Regions from separate parts of the Oryctolagus cuniculus genome. Here region 1 is linked to region 2. The links are chromatin contacts, called in public Micro-C maps. All regions are on one chromosome and are shown on one strand. The core of a region is the stretch at or near the end of the contact, and the rest is flanking DNA. Distances in the headings are between cores, read along the strand shown.

Region 1 (5,577 bases), core at 1,810-4,309, 63 kb after region 2:
GCCAAAGCTCAGGCTGCCTCACTCTACGGAGGAAACAAAACCACCGGGACCTCCGGCACGACCAGAACCAGGGCCGTGTGTCCCCCAAGGCGGCCTCTGGGTCCTCCACGTCCCTCCCGCGGGGATGTGAGTTCTTTCTGAACGAGCCCCTCCCCCACAGAGCACCCCAGCCCAGCTCACTCTTCTACCCCTACCTCGTCATTACCTCTGGGAGCCAGAACATGGCCACCAAAGGCCCCTCTACTCCAGACCAACCCTCCTCCACCACGCCCACATCAACGGGCCACAACCGGTCCAGCAAGCGGCCCCTCTGCGGCCCACAACGTCTCGATCTGGGAGCCCAGGGGTGCCTGGGACAGCAGGGCCCCCTCCACAGCCAGGCACAGGTGAATGCCCACAAAGACCTGCCCAGGAGGCCACAGGCGGTGGTGGCAAAATGGACAAGGGCCTCGGGGCTGTGCGAGGGTGTAACGGAGCTGGCCCAGACACCCAGAAAACCCGAGAAGTCAGGGCGCGGGTCCTCCTATTGTCAGAGAGAGACCATACACACACATGCACGCGCCCCTTCAGCTCTTCAAGTCATCCAAAAACTACAACCTCCAGCACCAACCGCTGGCTGCGTGCAGGCCGGCTGAGAGGGGTCGCTGGCACGGCGAACCTCCGCTGGCCCAAACACTCGCAGGTGATTCACCAGATGCGTCTGTCTGGAAAACCCTGGGGGGGGGGGGCGCTGTGCAGGGGGCGCTGTGGCGCTGCGGGTAAAGTCGCTGCCGGCAACACCGGCATCCCACATGGACGCCGGTTCCCAGCTGCCCCACTTCCAATCCAGCTCCCCACGAATGGCCTGGGGAAAGCAGCGGAAGACGGCCCAAGTGTCTGGCCAAGTGCTGGCCACCCACGTGGGAGACCCATAGGAAAGCTCCTGGCGTCAGCCTGGCCCAGCCCTGGCCGCTACGGCCATCTGGGGAGTGGACAAGCCGATGGAAGATCTCGCTGTCTCTCCCTCTCTCTGTAACTCTGACTTTCAAAATAGATACATAAATCTAAAACAAAGGAAAAAGAAAACTCTAGCGGGAAATCTCATCAGAATACAACATGGGTTGCGTCTACAGGCACCAGGAGGCGCCACCAGGAAGGGGAGCCCTCGTCCCAGGGGTGTTCCGGTTCCCTCAGCAGGTGCACAGGGCAGCAGCGAAGCTTCCTGGGGGGGGGGGGCTGGCTGGGACACCCGCTATCCAGGCGATGCCAACTCGGGCCTTGCCAACCTCAGAACGCCCCCACCCAGCCTCTCCCTCCGACCTGTCTTCCCCCAGCCCCAGCCCCTAGGGCTCAGCTCTTTTCCCTCTCCCTCTCCACCTCCACCCTGGATGTCCCCCACCCCCTCTTCCGGGCCTCCCACAAACACCGCCCCTTCAGAGCCCTCTTCACCTGTGCCCACCACGGCCCACTGCGGCAGCCCAGGTCCAGCCCCAACCCACTCCCAGGCCACCTGCTAGGTTCTGCATCTACCGCAGCCCCCAGCAGAGGGCCTGTGCCGATGCACACCGGCCGCGGGGCAGGAGAATCGGCCGGGGAAAGCTCACCTCCCGGGGACCTGCGCTTACGGGGCAGCGGCCCGGTCCAGCCTGCTCTCCCGAGGGACAGCGGGCCCGGTCCAGCCTGCTCTCTGACCCTCGTGCTAGCCCAGTCTTTGCGAACAACCCGGCTCCGGTTATTTGTGTCTGTGCGTCATTCAGGTCCCCCAATAGTGGCCGCATTCCGAGCAGCCACGAAGGAGCAAAGCCGCACAGATGAGCCCGAGATATTTCTGGCGCAGCACATGTGCAGGGAGGTGGCTCGTGGACTCCGCCAAGACCCTGCGGCTGGCGGCGGGGAAGAGAGCGCCCCAGAATGGGCGCCCTGCCCCGCGAGGAAGGCGCCCAGCTGCAGGGCCGGGGTCAGTGACAGCCTGCTGCCCCCTTGCAGGGTGGGCTGCAGGAGCCCAATCAGCACCCCCCCCCAAGCCTGTAAAACTGGGGCCATCTTCCCTCTTAATAAAGAACAAGCAATAGGGGCGCGGAGTCGGATGCACCGTCAAACCGCCACAGCCGGCCACGGAGACTGCCCTTCCGTGCTTCATTAAAACAGCAGGGTGCAAAAGTTACCTGGCCTCCCGGCTGCACCGCGGAGCTGGGCGGCCTCAGCCCCGGGCGCAGCTTCCGAAATCGGTGCCCCAGACCCCGGCTAACGCCGCCGCCGAGCTAAGCCGGCACCCGGCTCACGACCCCGGGGCGTGCTCCCGGCCCCCAGGGAGGCCCGGGCCGCCGAGGCACGACGCGAATCGAGCCCCAGCACGGGCAAAACCCAGGACTTGGGCGCGCACAAAGAGCCGCGGTCTGCAGCCAGCCCCGCCGCGCAGGCCCCGCTCGCAGGGGCACAGCCCGGCTGCGCCCTGCAAAACGCCCCGGCACAGCCCGCCCGCCCGCCCGCCCGCCGGGCAGCACCCGGAGCGGCCGCCTCGGGCTCCGTCCCGCCCCGGCCCCGCGCAGGGCGCGCGGCGGGCTCCGCGGCCGCCCCGGCCCCCGGGCTCTCGGGAGTTCCCGGGCGGCGTGGGGGCCGCGGCGGAGGCCCCGCCGCCCGCAGCGCCCGCTCGGCGCGCCCAGGCCCCGCGGCTCAAGATGGCCCTGCCCCTGCCCGCACGGCCGCCCCGGCGCGCGGCGAGGCCTGGGCGGCAGCTCCGCGCCCCGCCGGGCTGCAGGGCCGCGGAGGGGGACGCGCGGCCGCGCCTCGCCCGCGCCGCCTCACCTGCTTTCTCGATCTTGCCGGACATTTCCGGGCTGCGCCGGAGGCCGAGGCCGCCGCTCATCGGGCCCCGGCCGGGCCGCCGCAGAGCGACAGGCCGGCGCGCCCGCCGCTCGCCTCGGCCCTGGCTCGCCGCGCCTCAGTCCCGCGCCGGCATGGCGGGCCCCGCGCGGTCGCGGCCCGTGCGCTCGGCGACCGCGCTCCAGCCCGCCCGGGCCGCCGCCGCCGCCGCCGCTCCGCCTCCTGCGCGCCCGCCGCCGCTCCCGGGCTAGCGAGCCGGCCGCAGCGCCGCCGCCGCCGCCCGCCGGGCCCCGGCCGCGGCTGCAGCGCCCCCTGCCGGGAGCCCGCCGCGCCGCCGGCGGCACAGCGCCCCCTGCCGGCCCGGAGCCGCCCGGAGCGTCCCGGCCGAGACGCAGCGCCCCCTGCCGGCCAGGGGTGTCCCGACGGACCCCGTGCTTCAGTCCCATCAGTGACCAGGCCAAGGCCTCAGGCTGACCCCACCCAGACCTCAGCGCTGGGAACCTGTCCCGAGCCTTCCATAAGCACCCCGACCCAGCCCAGAGTTTCCACCCCAAGGCATGGGACTGACACCCCCCAATCCGGGACTGAGAGCCTTGCACTGCTCAGAGTCTCAGGAGCCCACTCCCGTGAGCCACAGGGCTCCATACTGGCCCGGGACACAGCCAGCCCCCACGTCCGTCATGCAGGACTCAGCACCCTCAGTGAACCAGGCTGTCAGCGCCAAAGCCTGGAAAACTGGCCCTAACCAGGCTCGACATCCTTTCCCGGCTGGCAACCTGCCCGATGCCCCCTCCCCATGCACACCCAGGGACACAAACTTCACTGGGTCATCCACACCGAGGCCTGGGAGTGACCCCACAGCCCTTCTACCAGCCCAGGGATCTCACAGCAGGGAATGACCTCACCTGGGACTCAGAGTCCTGTGCTGGGCCAAACCCGTGCCAAGGGCCTGACCCTACTCGGGCCCGGGCATCCTCTGCAGCCTGCAGCCTCCATCCCAAGGCCTGAGCACAGTCCCCTCAGGGACACAGCAATGCCACCTGCCCTGCTGCATCCACCCCTCCACGGGGACCCTGGGGCTCAGCTCTGGGCCTTTCCTAATGTGACAGTTACTTCACTAAAACTCATTAAAGAATCAGTGGCTGGCACTGTGGCATGGTGGGTAGAGCACCATACGGGCGCTGGTTCCTGTCCCAGCTGCTCCTCTTCCGATCCAGCTCTCTGCTGTGGCCTGGGAAAGCAGTAGAAGATGGCCCAAGTCTCGGGGCCCTGCACCCGCGTGAGAGACCTGGAAGAAGCTCCTGGCTCCTGGCTTTGGATCAGCACAGCTCCAGCTGTTGTGACCATTTGGGGAGTGAATCAGCAGATGAAAGATCTCTCTTTCTCTCTCTCTCTTTCTCCCCCTTTCTCTGTAACTCTTTCAAATAAATATAACTTTTTAAAAAAATTTATTTATTTGAGAGGTAGAGTTACAGACAGTGAGAGGGAGAGACAGAGAGAAAGGTCTTCCTTCCTCTGGTTCACTCCCAAAATGGCTGCAGTGGCCGGAGCTGCACCAATCCAAAGCCAGGAGCCAGAAGCTTCTTCCAGGTCTCCCACATGGGTGCAGGGGCCCAAGGACCTGGACCATCTTCTACTGCTTTCCCAGGTCATAGCAGAGAGCTGGATCAGAAGAGGAGCAGCCGGGACTAGAACCGGCGCCCATATGGGATGCCGGCACCACAGGAAGAGGATTATGGCCCCATAAATAAATATAACTTAAAAAAAACCCTCATTAAACAATCAAAGAACCTGGGGCAGGCATTTCAGTTAGGCTGCCGTTTGGGACGCCTGCACCCCAGGCAGGAGGGCTCAAGTCCCAGTTCCACTCCCAATCCCAGCTTCTTGCTAAGCTGAACCCTGGAAGGTGGCAGGTGGTGCCTCCGGTTCTGAAGTCCTGGCCACCCATACGAGAGACCTGGATTGAGTTCCCCACGCTCTGCCCAGCCCTGGCTGTTATGTGCATTTGGGGAGTGAACCAGCAGATAGACGACCTCCCTGTCTTTCAAAGAAATTAAATGAATACATTTAAATTAAATGTTTTTAAAGATTTATTTTATGTATTTGAAAGGCAAAGTGACAGAGAGAAGTTGATCTTCCATCAGCTGGTTCTCTCCCCAAATAGCTGCAACAGCCAGGGCTGGGCCAGGCTGAAGCCCGGAGCCAGGAGCTCCTAACTGTTGTACCATCATCTGCTGCTTTCCCAGGCACATTAATAGGGAGCTGGCTTGGAAGCAGAGCAGACAAGATTCGAACCAGTCATCTGATATGTGGCGATGCAGGTGGCAGATTTTTTTTAGGATTTATTTATTTACCATCTGCTGGTTCACTCCCCAAATGGCCACAACAGCTGGAGCTGCACTGATCCAAAGCCAGGAGCCAGGAGCTTCTTCTGGATCTCCTACATGGATGCAGGGGATCAAGCACCTGGGCCATGTTCCACTGCTTTCCCAGGCCACAGCAGAGAGCTGGATCGGAAGTGGAGCAGCCGGGACTGGAACCAGCGTCCATATGGGATGCCGGCACTGCAGGCGGAGGCTTAACCCTTCAGAAGCAGCCATGTTTCCAGAACTGTCACTTTGCCAGTTCCAGCCCGCTAGGGATCAAAGGCAAAGCCGAGATGGACTAATTCATTTCTGCCTTTGAGCTGATGAATGGCTGCTCTGAGCCAGGTCTCTGCACAACCGCATGGCCAGACAAAGCTGACCCCTGCCCCAGGCCCCACCTCTCCCACAC
Region 2 (5,500 bases), core at 1,541-4,040:
AACGCAGGCAGGGCTGGCGCTGATCACGGCCCAGCGATGAGCATGACCCAGGAAGTGCTTTATCTCCCGTCTCTGCTCTGCCAGCCGCAGCCCCCAGTTCTCGTCTGTGCTGGAGCGCAGCTGGGGATTCAGGTCAGCATCTACAGGCAGTGAGATGCCCACCAATAAGCCGCTGCCCTCGGGGTTTTAATAGCCACGAGACAGCCAGCTTCAGCACAAGAAGTGGTACGTCAGGCAGAGCAAACAGTCTCAACTCTGGAAATCGAGGACAGAGTTTGGCTTGGAGGCTCTCTGTCGCCTTTCCTTGAACGGGGGGTGTCAAGGTCACTCACGCTGCGCCTTTGAGTGTTGAGGAGCGAGGGGTGGCTTCCGCAGGAGCACTGCTGTGAGGGTCATCCTGCCGACAGCTCCAGGTAGCATGCAGACACACGCGTGCACACGCGTGCACACACACTCTCCCACCCATCTTCTGGGGCGGAGGGCAATGCCAAGAGACGCTCCCTCACCCTGCAGGCTCAGTGGCCTTTGCCAGCCACCATCCAGTCCCTCCCTGATTTTTCACATTTGGGAAGTCACACTTCAGATGTTAAACGTGTGTCTTCTTACACACTTTCTAGCACTAAAACTAAAACAAACATTTTAAGAGAGCACATGCAAACACATACAAGCATGCCTTGGGAGTGCTGCAAGAAAGCAACGCTGAATTGTTCCGTTTCCCAGGGTATACAAGTGCTGCTTACGTTACACTGTAGCCTAGTAAATGTGCCACACCATCATGTCCTTTAAAAAATACACTGGTCTTAATTTAAAAAAATTGCCAAAAATGCTAATGATCATCTGATCTGTCGGGGAAATGGTGCAGGTAAGACTTGCCCAATGATGGGGCCAGCACCGTGGCATAGTTTAAGCCTCTGCCTGCAGTGCTACATACCATGTGGGCACCGGCTTGAGACCCAGATGCTCCACTTCCGATCCAGCTCTCTGCTAATGCACCTGGGAAAGCAGCGGAAGATGGCCCAAGTGCTTGGGACCCTGCACCCACGTGGGAGACCTGGAAGCGGCTCCTGGCTCCTGGCTGAGGCCTGGCTCAGCCTGGGTGTGGAGGCCATTTGGGGAGTGAACCAGCAGACGGAAGACCTTTTCTTTTTCCTCTCTCTGTATTTCTGCCTTTCAAATAAATCATTTTTTTTTAAATGTGCTAGATGCAGGGCTGCTATAAACCTTCAATTTGTTAAAAAGTATGCAATTATCTGCAAAGCACAATAAAAGGAAATATGTTGCTATAAGTTAGAGAGGATGAATCGAATCTACGTATCCACCATCTGGCCTATCCGCTAGTGCTTTCTGCAAATGGAAATGGTCCCTGTCTACACTAACACGACGGCCCCTGCGGATACCAAGTACCTGCACGTGCCTTAGTGGGACCGAAGAGCTGGGTTTTCCCTCCACTGTGATGTGAACAGCCGCACAAGGCTGGCGGCTGCCAGACAGAAGCAGGGCGGGCTCCACCGCAGCCGCCATGCACTCCCGTGCAGCTGAAGGAGTCACAGTCGGACTTCCATGCTCTGCACCCTTTACTTCTGTGACCATAAAGACTGCGCGGTGCCCTTTACACAAATGATAACATACAAAAATTCTCAGGCTCCTGCCATGGACTCCACTGCAGCTCTGACATATCAACATGCGTTACATACATGTGTTATCAACGCTCTGAAATCCCATGGGTTCCGTCAGCAGACACTGGGCTACCTCCAGTGCTGCTGCCTGCGCAAACAATGCTGCCGTGAGTCTCCTACGCGGCTCCTGGACACAGGAGAATTCTGCGCAGGCTCACAAGCCTCCATCCAGGTCTGAAATCAGAGAGCTCCACGACCTGAGACCGGAGTGCCACCACGAAGCCCCAAGGGGCAAATTCTGCATCTGACCTTGGGTCACAGTCAGAATGCAGACACACGAAAACTATGGATGGCACTACCTTCAGCCGAAGCTGCGTGTGAGACACACATGAACTTCCCGTTTAGAACCGGGTGCCGGCTCCAAGATATCTCATTACGTATACACAAATATTCCACGACGCGGAAGCTCAAACACTGGTGCCAGCACTTCCCGTGACGGATACTCAAGCTGTGCCATCTCTAACCTTACAGACACTGCTGTGCCCTTCACAACCTACAGTGCGGTTAAGAGCCAGCCCTACCCGCGTCGGCCACGGCTAACCAAAGGGAACAGAACCCCTTCACGTGCAAGTGCTGCACGCCGCTGTGTCCTGGTGTGGCCAATGAAAGCCACCTGGGAGGTCAAGTGGAAGGAATCTGGGAAAGCAGCGCCCCGGACCACTGCTCGGTGGCCATCACACCAGAGGGGCTCAGAGACGCCCAGTGACTCATCTGCTCGTCATTTCTTCCACAGGAAGGGCAGCTCGCATGAGCTCACAATTTCTATGTAAACGGCTGTGACGCTGCTAACAGCAGCCAGCTTCTGGGGCAGCCCCAGGCTGCAGATCCGGCTGTCAGATAAATGCCCTTCTCCACCCCGAGAGGAGAGGATGGGCCGGGCTCCTCTGTACCCTGGGGCGGGGGGTGGGGTGGGGGCAGGGCTCATCCCTACCCTGGCAGAGAGAGAGGGTGGGCAGGACCTTGCAGCCTGTTTACAGAGTCACATCCCAGCACAACCCCAAACAAAACAGTCACACCAAAGCCCTCTGCCGGATGCCAGTAGCTCACTCTCAGATCCTCAGCCCGCCCTGCCCCAGCCAACACAAGCTCTGCGTGCTGCTGACAAATGCTCACACTGGCTGGCCTCCTTTCAAACGTCACTTGTAGAAGCAGCTGGGATCCCAACTTAGCAGTGGTTTCTGTCAGGGCTTAGCTCCGCCGGGGACGGGGGCACCTGAACACCAAGCACACAAAGCCAAGGTCACGGTACACAGCACTCGGAGGAGGAGCCAAGAGGGCGGAGGGTAATCCTGACAAACCGCGTGGCCGTGTGGCCGGCAGTGGCTCATTGCCCGGCCTGTGCTGGCCCGGAACGGCTCCTGTAACGCACACGCGTGTGAGGACGACAGCTGGAGGGGAGGAGCGGCTGGGCTCTGCGACGTGCGTTCTAACTCGAGCTCAGCCACTTCCTTGGACAAACTTCTCACCTCGCCTAGCCTCAGTTCCTCATGTGTGGTTCCAGAAGGACCACAGGCCCACCTCCTCCCCACACTGCCGTGAGGACCGATCGTGAGCCCGCGTGCACGGGGAGCGCGGAGCCAGGGGCCTGGCATGCAGCACACGCTGGACGCACGCAGCCACGGTCGCTATCTGATCGCAACGCCAGTCTTTGCCAGCACTTAATAAGGCAAATGCTAAAAATAGCCGCAGCCGAGGAGAGCCAGAAGCAACCTGATGTTTCTTTTTTTTCTAACCATTTCCACGTTAAAAGAGCTTCTGTCTTACTTAATCTAGAACTATTCATGTCCAAATCGAGGGAAGACAGTATTTGAAGTCTCGCAATACCAGAGGCTCTTGTGACACGAGGAGTCTGCTTGTGCTACCGCTTGCTCACAGCGTCTCCGACAGCTCTGCCAGTGCTGGTGCAACCTCCCGTGTGTCTTTTCTTTTTCAGAAACAAAGGCGAAACAGTTGTGCTAAAAGATCTAAGCACTGAAAACACACACACCACAGAAACTGAAAATCCCTCCTCACTCCACATGTGGGAGAACGGAAATTTTGTTTTAGTTTTTTTTCTCCACTTGGCAACACACTGAGGGGCGCTTTCTCACGTAAGCAGTGCTCGAGCTATGTTTTGCTGGAACAAGGCGGGGCGGGGGGCGTCTTCAGAAATTCACGGGCTGAAAATAAAAGACGAGCTCGTTTTGCAGTGAAGTGTTCGAATCCACACGGGCCTTCTGAAGGCTTGGGCACACGAGGCTGGCATCCCCTTTTGCTCTTCGAACACACTGTGACGCCCTCATGCGCACTCTGTGTGCGCGTGTGGCATAGAGTGCAACTTTAAAGATTCATTTATTTGCAAACTGCTATTATCTATCGAGAGGCAGAGACAGAGCAAGGACAGAGCGCGCGGCCGGGGCCCTGCAGCGGGGAGCTTGCAGTTCAGTCCAGGTCTGCCTTGTAGGTGGCAGGCGGGCAGTACCTGAGCTGCCTCCCAGGGTCTGTGTGAAGGCAGGAAGCCGGGGTCAGCAGCTGGAGCTGGAGCTGGGAAATCGAACCCAGGGGCTGCGAATGGGACGCAGGTGCCCTAACCGATGCATTAACTGCCAAGCCAAATGCCCGTCCCTAGAGTGGGACGTGCGGTCAGAGAGAAGACGCTTGAGGAGACGCCGCCAACCCGCCCTAGTGCGCAGCTGGACTCGCCCTGTGGGGACCACGGCAGCAGCAGGCTATGGGCAGCGGTGACAGTGGTAGGTGGCAAGGAAGAGGCCGGGCCATTGGGCCCGACCATCTGGGGAAGAAATCAGATTTGCCTTGGCCTGAGGTTCACATCTGACTGGTGAGGATTAACAACGGATTCAAACTCAGACACTTACCAAGAGATGGTATCTAAATGGCCACGGATATATGACAAGGTGCTCAACTCCGTCTGTCACCAGGAGACGATAAGTTAAAACCATAGGAGATACTGCTAAATACAAGCCTGAACAGATAAAAAGAAAAACATAGCAGATACCAAGGGCTGTGAACTAAGAGCAAGGCGGACTGACAGCCACCTGTCACCACTGAGCCGTCTCCCCCAAGCCCAGTGACTCCACTCCTAGGCACACACTCTGGGACACACACCCGGATATTTAAAGCAGCACTACTCAAATTCCAGTTGATGGCAGAAGGGTAAACTGAGGCATCTTCCCGTAACAGACTACAACGCAGCCATGGGAGGGATTCTGTGCATCTACACAAACACGCAGAAAGAAGCCAGACGCAAAACAGTGCATCTTGAGTGACACCACATATGTGAAGACAGGCGAAACCCACCTATTATTTTGGGAACCAAGAGAGCGGCTATGCTTCAGCAGGCTGGGAACTGTGGGAGATGCGAGGGAGTGTGCTTCTGGGGTGGTGGGTAAGGCCTGCTCTTTGATCTGCAGTTGGCTACTTCAGTGTGTTCAATTTGTGAAACTGTGCAACCTGTGGTTAGGATATATGTGCTTCTCTGGTAAATGATATATATTTCAATAAAAAGTGGAAACAGGCTAGACACAAAGGTCTAAGGTTCTTCTAAACAAGAAACCACACAATTTTATCAAGGGTCAAAGTAACAGAATATTTGCACCTTAAGTAAATCCATTCCCCCACAGACACATGCTGCACCTGTGGTGTCTCCTCCCTCCTGCACCCACAGACACACGCTCCACCTGTGGTGTCTCCTCCCTCCTGCACCCACAGTGAGCACCCACAGACACACGCTCTTCCTGCGGTGTCTCCTCCCTCCTGCGCCCACAGACACAGGCTCCTCCTGCAGTCTCTCCTCCCTCCTGCACCTGCAGTGTCAGGAATCACAG

The links. A called contact is a pair of places that touch in the nucleus more often than the background predicts.
Region 1: a contact with region 2 is called in a Micro-C map of ear pinna, with 1.8 times the contacts expected there. The contact joins the promoter of RAPGEF1 here to the enhancer-like site in region 2. A contact is called at or near these places in 2 of 6 Hi-C or Micro-C datasets (ear pinna and an unstated tissue).

Annotation. Positions count from the first base shown.
Region 1 is chr1:234,142,858-234,148,434 of mOryCun1.1, forward strand. It overlaps RAPGEF1 (Rap guanine nucleotide exchange factor 1), which reads right to left and starts at 3,060. Exons shown (of 27, transcript XM_051835417.2): 1 at 2,785-3,060. The coding sequence starts at 2,845.
Region 2 is chr1:234,079,656-234,085,155 of mOryCun1.1, forward strand. All of the region lies in intron 1 of RAPGEF1 (Rap guanine nucleotide exchange factor 1), which reads right to left. Among named protein-coding and RNA genes, the nearest start is that of RAPGEF1, 64 kb to the right of the region's middle. Within about 2 kb of position 2,791, at least 6 of the 8 cell types and tissues checked have an H3K27ac peak or open chromatin away from gene starts, as enhancers often do. A contact at or near this core is called in ear pinna, where this site is marked.